Regions from separate parts of the Zea mays genome. Here region 1 is linked to region 2. The links are chromatin contacts, called in public Hi-C maps. All regions are on one chromosome and are shown on one strand. Each heading gives the region's core, a stretch centred on a gene start, on an enhancer-like site or on the middle of the called end of the contact. The rest is flanking DNA. Distances are from core to core; before and after follow the strand shown. Region 1 holds the start of LOC100273400. Region 2 holds the start of LOC103640076.

Evidence for each region. A called contact is a pair of places that touch in the nucleus more often than the background predicts.
Region 1: a Hi-C map of ear shows a contact between it and region 2, with 2.1 times the contacts expected there. The contact joins the promoter of LOC100273400 here to the promoter of LOC103640076 in region 2. A contact is called at or near these places in 2 of 25 Hi-C or Micro-C datasets (ear and leaf).

What each region holds. Positions count from the first base shown.
Region 1 is chr1:160,692,568-160,699,109 of Zm-B73-REFERENCE-NAM-5.0, forward strand. It overlaps LOC100273400, which reads right to left and starts at 2,844. Exons shown (of 2, transcript NM_001147837.1): 1 at 2,633-2,844; 2 at 1,896-2,553. The coding sequence starts at 2,782. The coding sequence ends at 2,122. LOC100277202 reads left to right here and starts at 3,145. Exons shown (of 2, transcript NM_001328639.1): 1 at 3,145-3,356; 2 at 4,912-5,253. The coding sequence starts at 3,258. The coding sequence ends at 4,989.
Region 2 is chr1:159,869,693-159,876,232 of Zm-B73-REFERENCE-NAM-5.0, forward strand. LOC103640076 reads right to left here and starts at 2,921. Exons shown (of 12, transcript XM_008662727.3): 1 at 2,708-2,921; 2 at 2,320-2,578; 3 at 1,850-2,229; 4 at 1,550-1,764; 5 at 1,440-1,463; 6 at 1,170-1,350; 7 at 780-999; 8 at 558-693; 9 at 280-442; 10 at 129-172; 11 at 1-22. The coding sequence starts at 2,873.

The sequences.
Region 1 (6,542 bases), core at 1,594-4,093, 820 kb after region 2:
ACCTTAACATGTTGAACGAGTGTCGTCGTGGTGGTGTGTCTGCCTAAGCTGCCTCTATTGGGATTATTCATGATTTTTATTCCATTGATGGTATTTGATTAGTCATAATAAGACACGGTGAAACTTTGAACGACTATGTCCACAGCTTGAAGCTACGGTTCTTGGGATTAATACATTTTGTTATCCTATGTTGTATCTTGGTCTCTAGTGGTCATAAATATTGAAACGAAGTCGTTATGTTGGAATATGTGTGCGTATTTTTCCTGATCGTACATAAGGAAACTGTTTTTGGTAATCAGGTCCATTCCGTTAGTAATTTCGCGGACTCGCGGGCCTAAACACGTGTCGTTTTCAATCGTGGCGTAGTTGTCTATCTGGAAAGGTGGTCTTAAGATAAAGTCGACGAAATTTTACATTGGTAGTAGCTCTTGGATAATAAATAGTATGTATTACCCATAAAATTTAACATGTGAAGGCAACAGAGATTATCCACCCGAAATCAACCAATTACAAAGATTCCTTCTCTACTAGACATAGAAGTCATTTCTTTGCTTTTCTTTACTCCTATAAAGTTTTTTCCACGTCATAATTTTGCAAAACAAATCTTGTATTTTCTTTCTTATTTAACCTGCAATGTTTTATACTAAATTTTAACTTCCGTGACAACGCACGGGCAATTAGAAATTACATAGTTCTTCTGTTTCTGCACTTGATTCAGTCCATTTGGTAAATAGCTCTCGATTTTGCATATGTGATATTATATTTCCAATACTTGAAATAGTAGTAGATAAGTATCACTTACATTCTTGAATATTTTTGGATGAAAGGAGTAGTATTTAAAGAAGAGCCTTGCATGCAATTTCTCTTGTTTGAATAATGTTTTCAACTTAAATTTCTTTTTTGCACGCGTGATATTTATTCTCCGTAATATTTTTTCTCAAGGAACTTGTGAGTCATTTTCATAAACCAGCGCTAAGGATGAATCCATGTTTCTTACTCAGAAACCCCGAATAAACACCACTAGCAGGAGGCGCGTACGTTGGCGTCGCCTCGGAAACCCCGAATAAACACACTAGCAGGAGGCGCGTACGTTGGCGTCGCTCATCGACGGCGAGAAGAAGCTTGGTGACTGTCAGTTCGACCTCTAGAAGCAGTCCTACGTGGTCGCATGCATCGCTATAGACGACAAGCTTCGGCGCAGCCATCGCTAGGACGTGGTCCAGAGTGCCTGCACCGCGCTGTCCATCATCAAGCAAGAGACCTCATGGTCGTCGCCAACGTCGGCGACTCCTAGGTTGTTCTAGGCATCGCATCCGACGACGATGTCATCATTATCGTCCAACTCATCGTCGACCTGAAGCCCGACCTGCCACATAAGTCGCTACTGACCGGCCATGAATTCTTGTGTGCTGGGACGACAGTCGTTGCTGACGTTGTGTGAGTGTCCTAAAACACGATGTATGTACGGGAGGAGCGCAACCGGCGGTGCAACGGCCAGGTGTGCTACCTCGCTGATGAGCCTGAGGTGCAGTTCGTCTAGCAGCCTAGCCAAGATTCGTCGAGGCTCTCCATGTCGCGCGCATTTGACGACTACTGTATCAAGGATAGTGGCTCATCTCGGCACCGGAGGTGACGCAGATGAGTATCGACAGCAATGACCAGTTCGTCATCCTCGCCACCGTCGAGGGTAGCTTTTGTGCCTGTCCGTCTTTAATTCTCTTCGCAAACACACACTTGTCTTTTTGTTTAAGCAAAAACGTACGTTGGTGCGTGCCTGATGACTGACGATGTATGAGGAAACTTCTTCCGTCAGGTGTGGGACGTGCTCTCCAACGACAAGGCCATGCAAATCATAGCATACATAGAAATCTACATGGCACTGATGGTCACAATGTAGTGGTGAAACAACTAGATTAAAATAACAAAATTTATGTATGGTTAGGATCATAAATAAATTATGAAATCTTTTCTAATAACAGTATAACACACATTTTATATATAAGTTATCGTGATATTATATGTTCCCGTTGCAACGCACGCACTATTTATTACGTTATAAGCATAGAGCAATTCTCTGCTTAGCCATGCACGGGAAATTAGATACGGCTGCAAATGCGCTCGTCAGCTGGAGGAGCCCTGCAGCCTGGACACAAACGTGGACGCGGCCACCGCGGCGGCGCCTCCGACCACGCAGACGAGCGCGGCGACGGCCTGCAGCGCCACCTGCCACGCCTGCTCTTCGGGGACGAGGTACACGACGGCGGGGCCCGCGGCCAGCAGCGGGAGCGCGAGCGCAAGCAGCGCGCCGGGCGTGCCGGGGTCCGTGGCCGCCGACAGCGCGCCCAGCTCCTCCAGCTTGGACAGTAGGCCCAGCCGCTCCATCGCCGACAGCGACAGCCCCGCGCGCTCCGCCGCCGACAGCAGGCCCGCGCGCTCCGCCTTGGTCAGCAGCCGCAGCTTCTCCACGTTCGTCAGCAGCTTAACCGGCGCTTTGCCGCTCGTCGTCGCCGGCCGCGGGCCCGGCTCGCCCACCGGGAACACCGTCGTCGTGCCCTGCACGCGCGCTCCCACCGTTGTCACCCGCCGATCTTGAGACTCAACAAATGAGAGGCGTACGTAGGAAATGGCTTACCGATCTTCTCGTGCCGGAGACGGTCTTGGGCGTCGGCTTCTGGCCCTTCTGGGTGGCCATGGACGCGACCCTGAGACGGCGCCCTCTCCCACCGCTGCTGCTTGGCATCGCTATGGTGGCCGCCACGGCGGCGACAGACAGTGACGCCATGACCAGCGCTCTCTCGCTCGCTCGCTCTGCCTCTCTCTCTCCCCCTCTGCTGCCGCGGCGCGCTGCCAACCCAATCAGTGGCCTAGCGCAAGCCGGCCGCGGCAATCTTTCTTGGTCGAGGTGCGCTGCCTGATCCATCCTGCACACGTGGCCGTTCTCTACTGGCTAAAGGTTTTCGATCCCAGCGGAGCGGAGTCGATTCATAGGAGGATTTCGTTTTTTTTACCCTTGGGCCTAAATTGGACCATATCTTATTTTATCTGGGAGGAAAGGCCCATTACGTTTTTTTAATCTGGGAGGAAAAGCTCAAACGGCCCATTAAGACGACCTTCAAGGCTCCAACCGGCAACAGCCCTCAGGTTATTACCGCCGCAACGCAGCGCAAGAAACAACGAACTCATTTCTAGAGGCGAAAGAGCAAAACCCTTCAGAAACCCATCGGAGAAGAGGCGGAGGGCGATCGGAGAGCGGGATCATGGCGGGGCCAGTTGCGGCGGTGACGGAGGCGTGGGACAAGCTCACCGTGTTCCTGTACTCCCAGCTCTACGACGAGAGGAACTGGGCCAAAAACAAGGTCAGCAACCCTCATCTCACACATTTTTTTCGTTCGCACTTCGCTTTGATTCTTGACTTGGTACTGGTACCAACGATTCACGGTTCGGGATTGCTAACTTGGGACAATGGTAGATTGTAAAAGTTTTTCGGTTTAATAACCTGCAACGTTGGCGACTGATCTCACTGCCTTGTTGGTAAAATAGTACTAGGATTGAGTTTGAGCATGACGATTGTTACGTTATCGTGAGTTGTCTTAGACTTCCTGTTCTGTTTCTCCTGCATGTCTTCTGTGATTAGTTGCGCGCATACTGATTGCTGAGTATAGTTGTCTCACTAATTTGCTTGCACAGATAGCCATCTACGATTGTGCTTTGCAAATTTCTTGTGTATATGTGACTGTCCTGGAGCATAATTACGTTATATGGAGGAAATTGATGCGATTAAGTTGCTGCAGTTCGTGTTCGCTTAATGTCTGACTGTGTTTGTTGTTGGTGTCATGGTTGAAACTAACGCAAGTTATGTTCGCTGGACCCCTTTTGTTTGGAGTCCCTTACTTTCATCATTGAGGCTCTTACTGTTGGGTTGCGTAGTGTGAGCTCTAGCTTATTAACTTGTACGTACCTTCCTCGATCTGCTATTTTTGCATCAGCTTGGGTTCAGTTTTCTCTCTCATAGTCATATGCCAATGAATTGACTTACATCAGGCTCAAGTGTCAGTTTAAACTATCCCTTGGTGTGGGAGCGACTCTTTAATATAGGTTCTAATTATCTTATCAATAGTTGATGAAAACCCTGGTTATCTTTGCTTCTGGCACATAACCCATTTTTCAATGAAATAGATCTTGATTGTAGTGCAAATTACAGAATACATACGTTCTTTTCATCAAGCTGCAGAAGACGTAAAATAAATAAAAAAGTTGCAGAAAACCTTGGTTATCTTTATTTTTTTGACCATAACCCATTTCTTCATATAAAAAAAAGACATAGATCTTGGCTGTACTGTAAATTACAGAAAATATAGGCCGTATTCTTCATTTCATCTATCCTTGTTGTTGCAGAAAACCTTGGTTATCTCTGTTCCTGGCACATAACCAATAAACCTGGATTTTGTTTCCGTACTGTTTCACAAAGTCTGTCCGACCAATGTGAAGGCATGAGGAGAAAAATGATGTTACGGGTAGGGGCTGTTTAGTCAACTTCGGTGGGTTTTTTTTTTTTTTTTGAAGATGTGTGAAACATTACAACCATGCAGCCACTGTTTTGCATTCAACAAGCCAAGATATATACCAAGAGAAATATCTAGACTGCACATAACATCTCTGCTCCACATGTTTATCTAGACTAGGCTAGACCTACATTTATCTGGCTTGGCTGCAAGTTTTCGCCTTCAAATTATTTTCGTAAACTGTTTAACTTCGTTTGGTATTTAATTTGTCTAACCATTTCATTACAACATTTATTATAAGCCTTGATCGAGAACTTTTTTTTCTGTTGGTACTTCTTTTTGTCCGAGAAACTCTATGATCACTAAATGCCCTGTTGTTGTTGTCGTCATCTTCTTTTGCCTGTAACAGAAGTTGGCGAAGGCTCTTGGTGTGTTCGCTGGATCCATCCTGTTCATGCGCACCTGTGGTGATATGGTGGCCATCTAGGGAGCCTTCAAAAGTTGCCTACCGTGAACTAGAGACACCCCCTTTTTTGTTGGCATTGGATGTGTTCTTACTTCGGTCAGGGACAGTTGAAGCGTATCTAGACTCTAGAGACTGTTTGTCTTGCTAGAATCGCAACCAAAAGTATTGGTCCAAGATTAGTGCAATGGTGAAATTATTTCACCCAAGCGCACGAGTTGCAGTTTTTTTTTTTCCTGGAACCATTTGAATTCTGGACAGTGGAATGGTACTCCCTTCTTTGGCTTCCTTAAATTCATGCAATGTAGTGTTGTTTTGGGATCGAATTCCCAACTCCAAAATCCAAACACATATTCACTACAGGAAAACGATGTATTTCCGACGGCCTCCACTAGTTCCGACGGTTCCTAGGGTACCGTCGGAAATAAGTCTATTTCCGGCGGCCCACGGCCAGCCGTCGGAAATAAGACTATTTCCGACGGCTTCTCAACCCCCCGTCGGAAATAAGCCTATTTCCGACGGCTGGCCAACTGGACCGTCGGAAATAAGTGGACGCCCTCTAACGGCCGTCCCCCGCGCGGCCCCCCGGCCGCGCACACAGCCAACGCACACACGCACGCACACACGCGTTCTAACGACTCCGCGCCGCCGCCGCCAGGACCTTCGCCGGCCACCTGCCCGGTCCGCCGCGGATGCCCCGACGCACAGGGCGCCGCCGCCCCGAAGCCAGCGCGCCGCCGCCCCAACGCCAGCGCGCCGCCGCCCCGACGCCAGCGCGCCGCCGCCCCGACGTCCGCGCTCACAGAGCGCCGCCGCCCCGACGCCCGCGCTCACAGAGCGCCGCCGCCCCGACGGCCGCACACCTGCCCCGACCCCGCACAGCGCGCCGCCGCCGCCGCGCCTCGAGCCGCCCGCGCCCGGCTTTGCCCACCGCCGCCGCCCGGGGCTCGCCAGAGCCATCGCCGTCCGTCGCCGTCCGGGTAATGGCATCACTGTCGTTTAGTTTTCATTATGTAAATAGTTTTTTTAATATAATTAGATTATAGTCGTTCGAATATTTGATGTGACATGGAACCAAAATACCCGTGCAGTGCACATTGGCACGCTGCATCGAGCCGATCCGGCCCGGCCCGGACTGCGTGTTGCATGGCTCCAACGAAAATAGAATAGAACCACTGCTAGCTAGGTCGACAACTGGCGCCAACATGCTTGGCCATCATGCCAGACACGTAGGCAAGCTAGACGCAGTGGCGGTCTATGACTCTAACCGTCTCCATCTACCATTAGTTTAAAGAAAAAATGGAGCAGAAGGCAGTACTGGCTGTGCGCCTGTGCTAGTGCTTCTCTGGTAGCGATAGCAACTGGCATGGCGTTAACGCTTAGCTTATACAGTTGGAAGCACTGCTCGTTTAGAGAGGTGAGTTGACAGTAGTTAACGCATCGACTTTCATCTCTATTCCAAATCCCAGGTAACCAGTAGAGCCACGATGGGTGATAGTCGTCGCTGGATGTATGAAGGCTGGCGAAAAAATGATCCTTCGCTTGAGTGGATACAGAAAACCGAAGATTTTATCAAT
Region 2 (6,540 bases), core at 1,671-4,170:
ATGCGCATGGGAGTATCAAGGCCTGTATAAATCATCATCAAGCACATTTTTTTTATCAACTTCTTTCAAATGGCCAAAGTAGAGAAATCCACCGCAGAAGTGTAGGTGAAATGTTCTCCAGAACCTACCACGAGCATTGTGAACACGGATCCAAGCAGTGCCATCACCAGGGCTGAGAAACCAGAGGAGGGTAGGAAAAAGTCAAAAAAAAACATCTTAAAATTTAAAAATGGAGGGGAGGATCATTCAGTTAAACCGAGAAAGACTACTACTACTCACCAAAGTAAGGGAAAAGCAGAGCCACCGCAACGGTTGAGAGGACGAGGCATGTCCTAACGAGCATTCCGACCAGGTAACTCTGCATCTTCTTTGGTAGGGCTTCCTCTATCGACAAGGCGACCGGCGTCATCGTCAGTGCATACTTTGTGTAAGGATTCACAACCTGGAACCAGAAAGAAAAATGCAACAAAAAAAAAACAAAAGCAATGAAATTAGCATCTCGTCGTCTTCATTCTGAACGCGATGGCAGAATGGTAAAGTGTGGTTTTCCCTCGCACCGTCATCCAAATGGCAATCTTGGATGGGATGTACTGCTGTGGCAAGTTTAGGGTGAACTGTGACATAGTGGACTCGCCGAACATCAGGAACCCTGAGACCGCAACTCCGGCGTACACAAGCGTTACCACCGTGAAGCTGAAAACGGTGCAGGATGGCATTTTGTGTTAACAAGAAGGCGGCCCATGTTAACAAGAAGCAACAAAGTTAAGAGCACCGCTTACCAGAACATGAGCACGAATGGAAACTGCGAGCGCTCCTTCATGGACGAGTAGATGTTTGGGAACACCGAGTGTCCTGAGTAGCAGTACCCATACAGGCCGAGTGCCACTGGAAGGTGGGTCACGTTCACTACAGCACCGGAAAAGCGAAACCCAATTCCTTCTCCGATGCCAACCCAGCATAGGCAGACGATGACCGTGATCGTCGCGATCACGCCTCCAGCTGAGTACATACAGAGACGGTCAGGAGTCAGGAACAATCCTTCTTTCGCTCAAAGATTACTTTTGTTGATCATAAACTGACTGAACTATCAGTGATACGAGTCAATTCTAACTACATTCCTATGATCAGTACAGAGGGAGTAAGAAGCAATTCCACATTTTTTTACATACCAGAAAGATATGAGAGGAGACTGAGGTTCCTGAGCCAGACTGATGGGAGGATTGCCAAGGCCATTGTGGTTGCAAAGAGATTGTGCGCGTTCAGGTCGATGCCAGTGAAAGCTAAATGCGCTGAGGGAAACACTGACGACAAGCTGTCTCCTAGCAGCGTAATGTACTCCACGCAGCTTGCCTGCAAAAAAAATATATACATAAAAATCACTTGTGTTCGACAACCAAGGCCATTCACAATAAGTTTTAGAGTTCAGAGAGCACACTTACATAAAGCTCCATGTACAGGACAACCTGAAAAAAAGAGATGCGATCAGTGAGGTAAACAACAGGTGAGCTGACTTTCGAAGAGAAATCTGTGTTTTTCAAGGTATACACACCGATACAAAGATCCGACCAAAGATTCCGAAAGCGACTTGTCCAATGTCTGGGTATGTCTCAATGTTGGGCGAACTGTCTATGCACCTCTTGAGAAGCAAGCCCGTGTAGCACGAGCTGCCACCCAGCAAGGGGAGCAGCAGGAGGCTTAGCCATCCCCCTTCCTTGATTCCATAAGCCGTGGTGAGAATTCCAACGCCGCACAGCACATTGAACCCTAGAAATTCGACCAGCATTGATGATTGATTCCATAAGCTGATTACTCTAACACCTGAGAATTCAAGATCCAACTGGTCACGCACCATTGATGATTGATTGGTTCCTGCTGCACTTGCTAGCAGGCGGAGGAAGCTCGATATAATCGGATTTCAGGCATTGCCTGGAGGGTCTCTCGGGCAGCTCCGCCTCGTGCGCAGCCGGCCACCGCGGCGCCTGGGCGAGGCTGTCCGTGGACTGCTTCACGGGCCGCGGCTGCGGGTGCAACGACGACTGCGACAGCTGCGGGAGCGAGGGCGGCAGCAGCGGCCTGGTGAGCGGCAGCCCCGAGCCCTCGCCTTTCCTCAGGAAGAAGGAGCTCCCGGCCTTGAGGAAGGAGCTGCCGAATCTGGTCAGGCTCGGGCTCGCTGCCATGATCGAGTTCATCGTCGGCGACGGCACCGCGCTCAGCATGTCGATCGACTGCCTGCATGCGAAACGAGAACGCCGCCGAGGAAACGGCGTCAGCTCCGAATCGTGGAAGAGATGTGGACGGCGAGGCGGCTGGTTGACGAACCTGTAACTCTGCGGCCACGCGCCATTCTGGCCGTCCTCGGGCGTGTCCTCACGCTCGCCGCCGTCGCGACGCCGGACATGGCCGGCGCGTGTCTCGGCGTCGCTCCGGTCGGAGAATGATCCATCGTCGGAGGAGGTCGGCGGGGATCCGCCGTCCCGGTCGACGCCGAGATCGTCCTCATCGCCGATGAATAGGAGCGAGCGGTCGCCGTGGCCCACCTCCTCGTCGCGGTCCATGTCGGGCTCGGCCGTCCAGAGTGCTGAGTGCACGCGCATGCAACACGGCAATGCAGGTGAGGATCAACGAAACCCAAATCTATATTAACATCAATCCCTGACGCAATGCAACGATCTCAAGGAAAGAAAGCATCACGATCTGTACTACGTACCCAACACAAACGCTTCCCCGATCTCCACTCTTCCAGCCACACGAGCAAGGCTAGAGAAAATATGGGGCCGGGGCCGACGAACACGGAGGGAAGGGGGAGAGATAGGCGGCCGGTTTCTGAGGAGCCGGTCCCGGACTCGTGGCCGCGCCGCCTCTCTCGCAACCATGAACCGGGTGACGTACGAGACGGCTGACGCTGGGCCTTTTTGTTATTGCCACTGAATGGTGGGCCGTTGGCCCATGCCCTTCCCCCCGTGTCCGTGTGTTGTGATATCGGAAGCTGTGCATGACGTCGCGTCAGGTTGGTATGTTGAGCTGGAAAACAGTACGTACGTGACAGCTTGTTTCGAGTTTAAATTTACGCGACCGAATATTCCCTCCAATCACAAATATGTGCCGCATTCACTTTAACGCAATTTTCTAAATACACTTTCAAATGTATGAGATTTTATAAGTATTTTTTAATACAAATATATATATATATAGTTTAAATGTTTTAAATTAAATAATTTATAAGTGATTTTAGAAGACAAACCTAGTACTCCCTCCGTCCCACGGTACTATTAGTTTTAGCCTTGTTTTTTATATATATTTAAATATATGATGATAAATCTAGACACATATATAAAACACATACATCAAATATTCACTACCGAACTCGCCTTTTTTGTCGAGTGTCTCAGACACTCGGCAAAGACCATTATACACTCGGCAAAGCCACACTCGGCAAATATTTTATCGGTAAATGATTTTTTTTTCGAGTACTTTTTTCGGGCGAGTGTCAAAAAACACTCGGTAAATTAAGAATCACAAAAAACCCAAAAAAACAGCAAAACATTTTTCAAAATTAGGGAGACAGCTTCCCCCCCAACCACCGCCATTGCTCTACACATCGGTCCTATCATTTTCACCATTTTTAATCAAATTTACGTGTTTTGTGAATATGAGATTCGAACTTCGAACTCACAACCTCACGTGTGCGCATAACCTGCTCTACCACTACGCTATTACATCATCAATTGTGCTTATATTACGTTTTCATTTCAAATTTACGTATTTTGTGAATGTGAGATTCGAACTCACAACCTCACACGTGCGCATAACTTCCTCTACCACTACACTACTACATCAATTGTGCTTATATTACGTTTTCATTCCTCATATATTATAACAAATCGAGAGTAATTTGATTATTTGAGGCACTAAATGAATTCAATTGAAAATGTTGTCAACTATAGAGTTGCATAACTTTTCAAGATACACAACTTCTATTTTGATATTTTCTACATCAGAAGCTGTTTACAAAATTTGAATTTCAAATTTGAACACTTCACACGAATTTTTCTATGATGAGATGATTTCAAATCAAAAAATCGCCAGTTACAAAGTTTCATTACATTTCAAGACCAACAAATTTTATTTTGGTGGTTTTTCCATCCGAGGTAGTTTGAAAAAAAATCAAAATTTAAATATAGGTTTGTATGACAAGATGATTTCAAATCAAAACATTGTCAACTACAAAGTTTCATAATTCTTCAATACATACAAGTTTCATGTTGATAGTTTTTTCTTTCGAGATCGTTTTCAAAATTGAAATTTTAATTTTTTTTAATTCAAACGTAGTTTTCGCTGACAAGATGACTTTCAATAAAAAATTTACCAACTACAAAATTCTATAACTTCTCAAGATCTACAAAGTTTATTTTATTTGTTTAGCCATTTATTCATCCCACATGATGGTTCTAATAATATGCACAAATCTTATACATCTCTCTTGTAGTTTCATGAACTACGAGAGAGATATAAGTTTTATGAACAAATTTACTTTTATTTTGTCATATAAAGAAATGTTCAAAATATAAATTGTATATCATGATGAGTTATACAAATTTGTAGTTGAAATTTTTTTCATCTGAATTAATTTACTGTATTAAAATGTGATTTTTAAATTGTCTTTGCCTAGTGTTGAAAAAAAGCACTCGACAAAAAGCTTCTTTGCCGAGTGCCCGAAAAAACACTCAATAAAACATTTGACATTCGGTAAAGAGCCAAATTCCAGTAGTGATTGTGTGAATCTATTAATTACTCAAGATAAATTTTAATTTGGAATAGAGGGAGTAGAAAATCTAGCTAGAGGCGGTTGTATATTTGTGGAGTCATTAAAAACAACAACCATGTTGTAAATCTAGAAGGTCTCCTGAGAAGATCCTTAGACCCGTCTCCAAAAATTAAGTGTGTTTTAAGAGGAGGAGCTTTTAAAATACACGTCTAAAAATGGCCTGAAAATGTAATGATTAGGGGTTAGTTTGGAAACCTATTTTTCAATAGAAATTAGTTCATTTTTTCGGAAAAATAGAAATTCCTTAAAAAATAGAGTTTTCAAATTAGCCCTTATGTACAGTGTTTCAAGAGATTTGTACATGAGTAAGATATGTACTTACAATTGATAATCAATTACTTATATAACTACACTTAGGCCCTGATTGTTTCGGATTATAATCTCTCCAAATTATATAATCCAACGCAAATAATCCAGCAGATAAACAAACACCTAGATTATAGGTTTAGATTATATAATCTAAAGCCCAGATTATGCTAATCTCATAATCTCCTAAAGAGTAGTTTAATTGAGATTATTTTTGGTAAAAGACCTACTACCTATGGTTATGTAAATAGAAATTACAATATATGTCATTCTTCTTTACTCACCTCAAATAAACAAACAAGGATAATGTTATCTTTGTGAATAATCTACATTTGTATAATCTAGACTACTAAACAACTACATGTAGATTGTAAATTATCTAGATTATAATCTGGATTATATAATTTAGATTATAATTCAGATTATATAATCTATAAGCTGAAACAAACATGCCTTTAAGAATAAAGAACCAAAATTTCTGCAGTTTTTCGTCTAGCCCATTCTAGTCTAGCTTAAAGAAAGGACGAACTTGAGTGAGCGAGGTATCGAGGGATGATCCACACGAACCATGGTCCATGGGACGTGTTATAGGTCCACAGAATGGTTGTTGATAAGTTGAGGTGAACGGTGATAAGCCGAGGAAAAATGTCACAACCTAAATTGAAAAAAGTTTATTATTTTCAGAAGAAAAAAACTATAACCCCATTATGTTTGTCAAAACTAAACTCTTGCAATAAAGACTCTTGCAAACTCAATTTCCCTTCTAGTTTAGAGAGGATTTTGAGGGAAAATGAACTAATTTCTTCCAACGCGTCTAGTGGTAACAATTCATAAACTTTTACTTCCAAATTTCTTAGGTGATATGATAAATGTGCGTAGCAAGTTTCCAACACAGCAAGTTCCCAACACAGACTCAGGCTCGGACTCTTTGATTGAGCACAAGAACACACCCAACAACAACAACCTCACTCAATTATTTCCCATAAACCAGCGTATGAACAATTTCAAGCATTTTTTTCACGACAACTTGGATAAACAATTGAAAATACATCATAATCTATGAGAATTAAAATATGTAATTGTCGGGGACCATAATTAGGGGTACTCCCAAGACTCATAATCTTAGCTGGTAACCCCCATCAGCACAAAGCTGCAAAGGCCTGATGGGCGCGATTCAGGTCAAGGCTCCGTCCGCTCAAGGGACACCATCTCGCATCGCCCGAGCCCAGCCTCGGGCAAAGGCAGCCGACCCAGGAGGATTCACGTCTCGCCCGAGGGTCCCCTCAAGCAACGGACGCACCTTCGGCTCACCCGAGGCTCAGTCTTCGCGGAGAAGCAACCTTGGCCAGATCGTCACGCCAACCGACCGTATCGCAGGAGCATTTAATGCAACGATCGCCTGACACCTT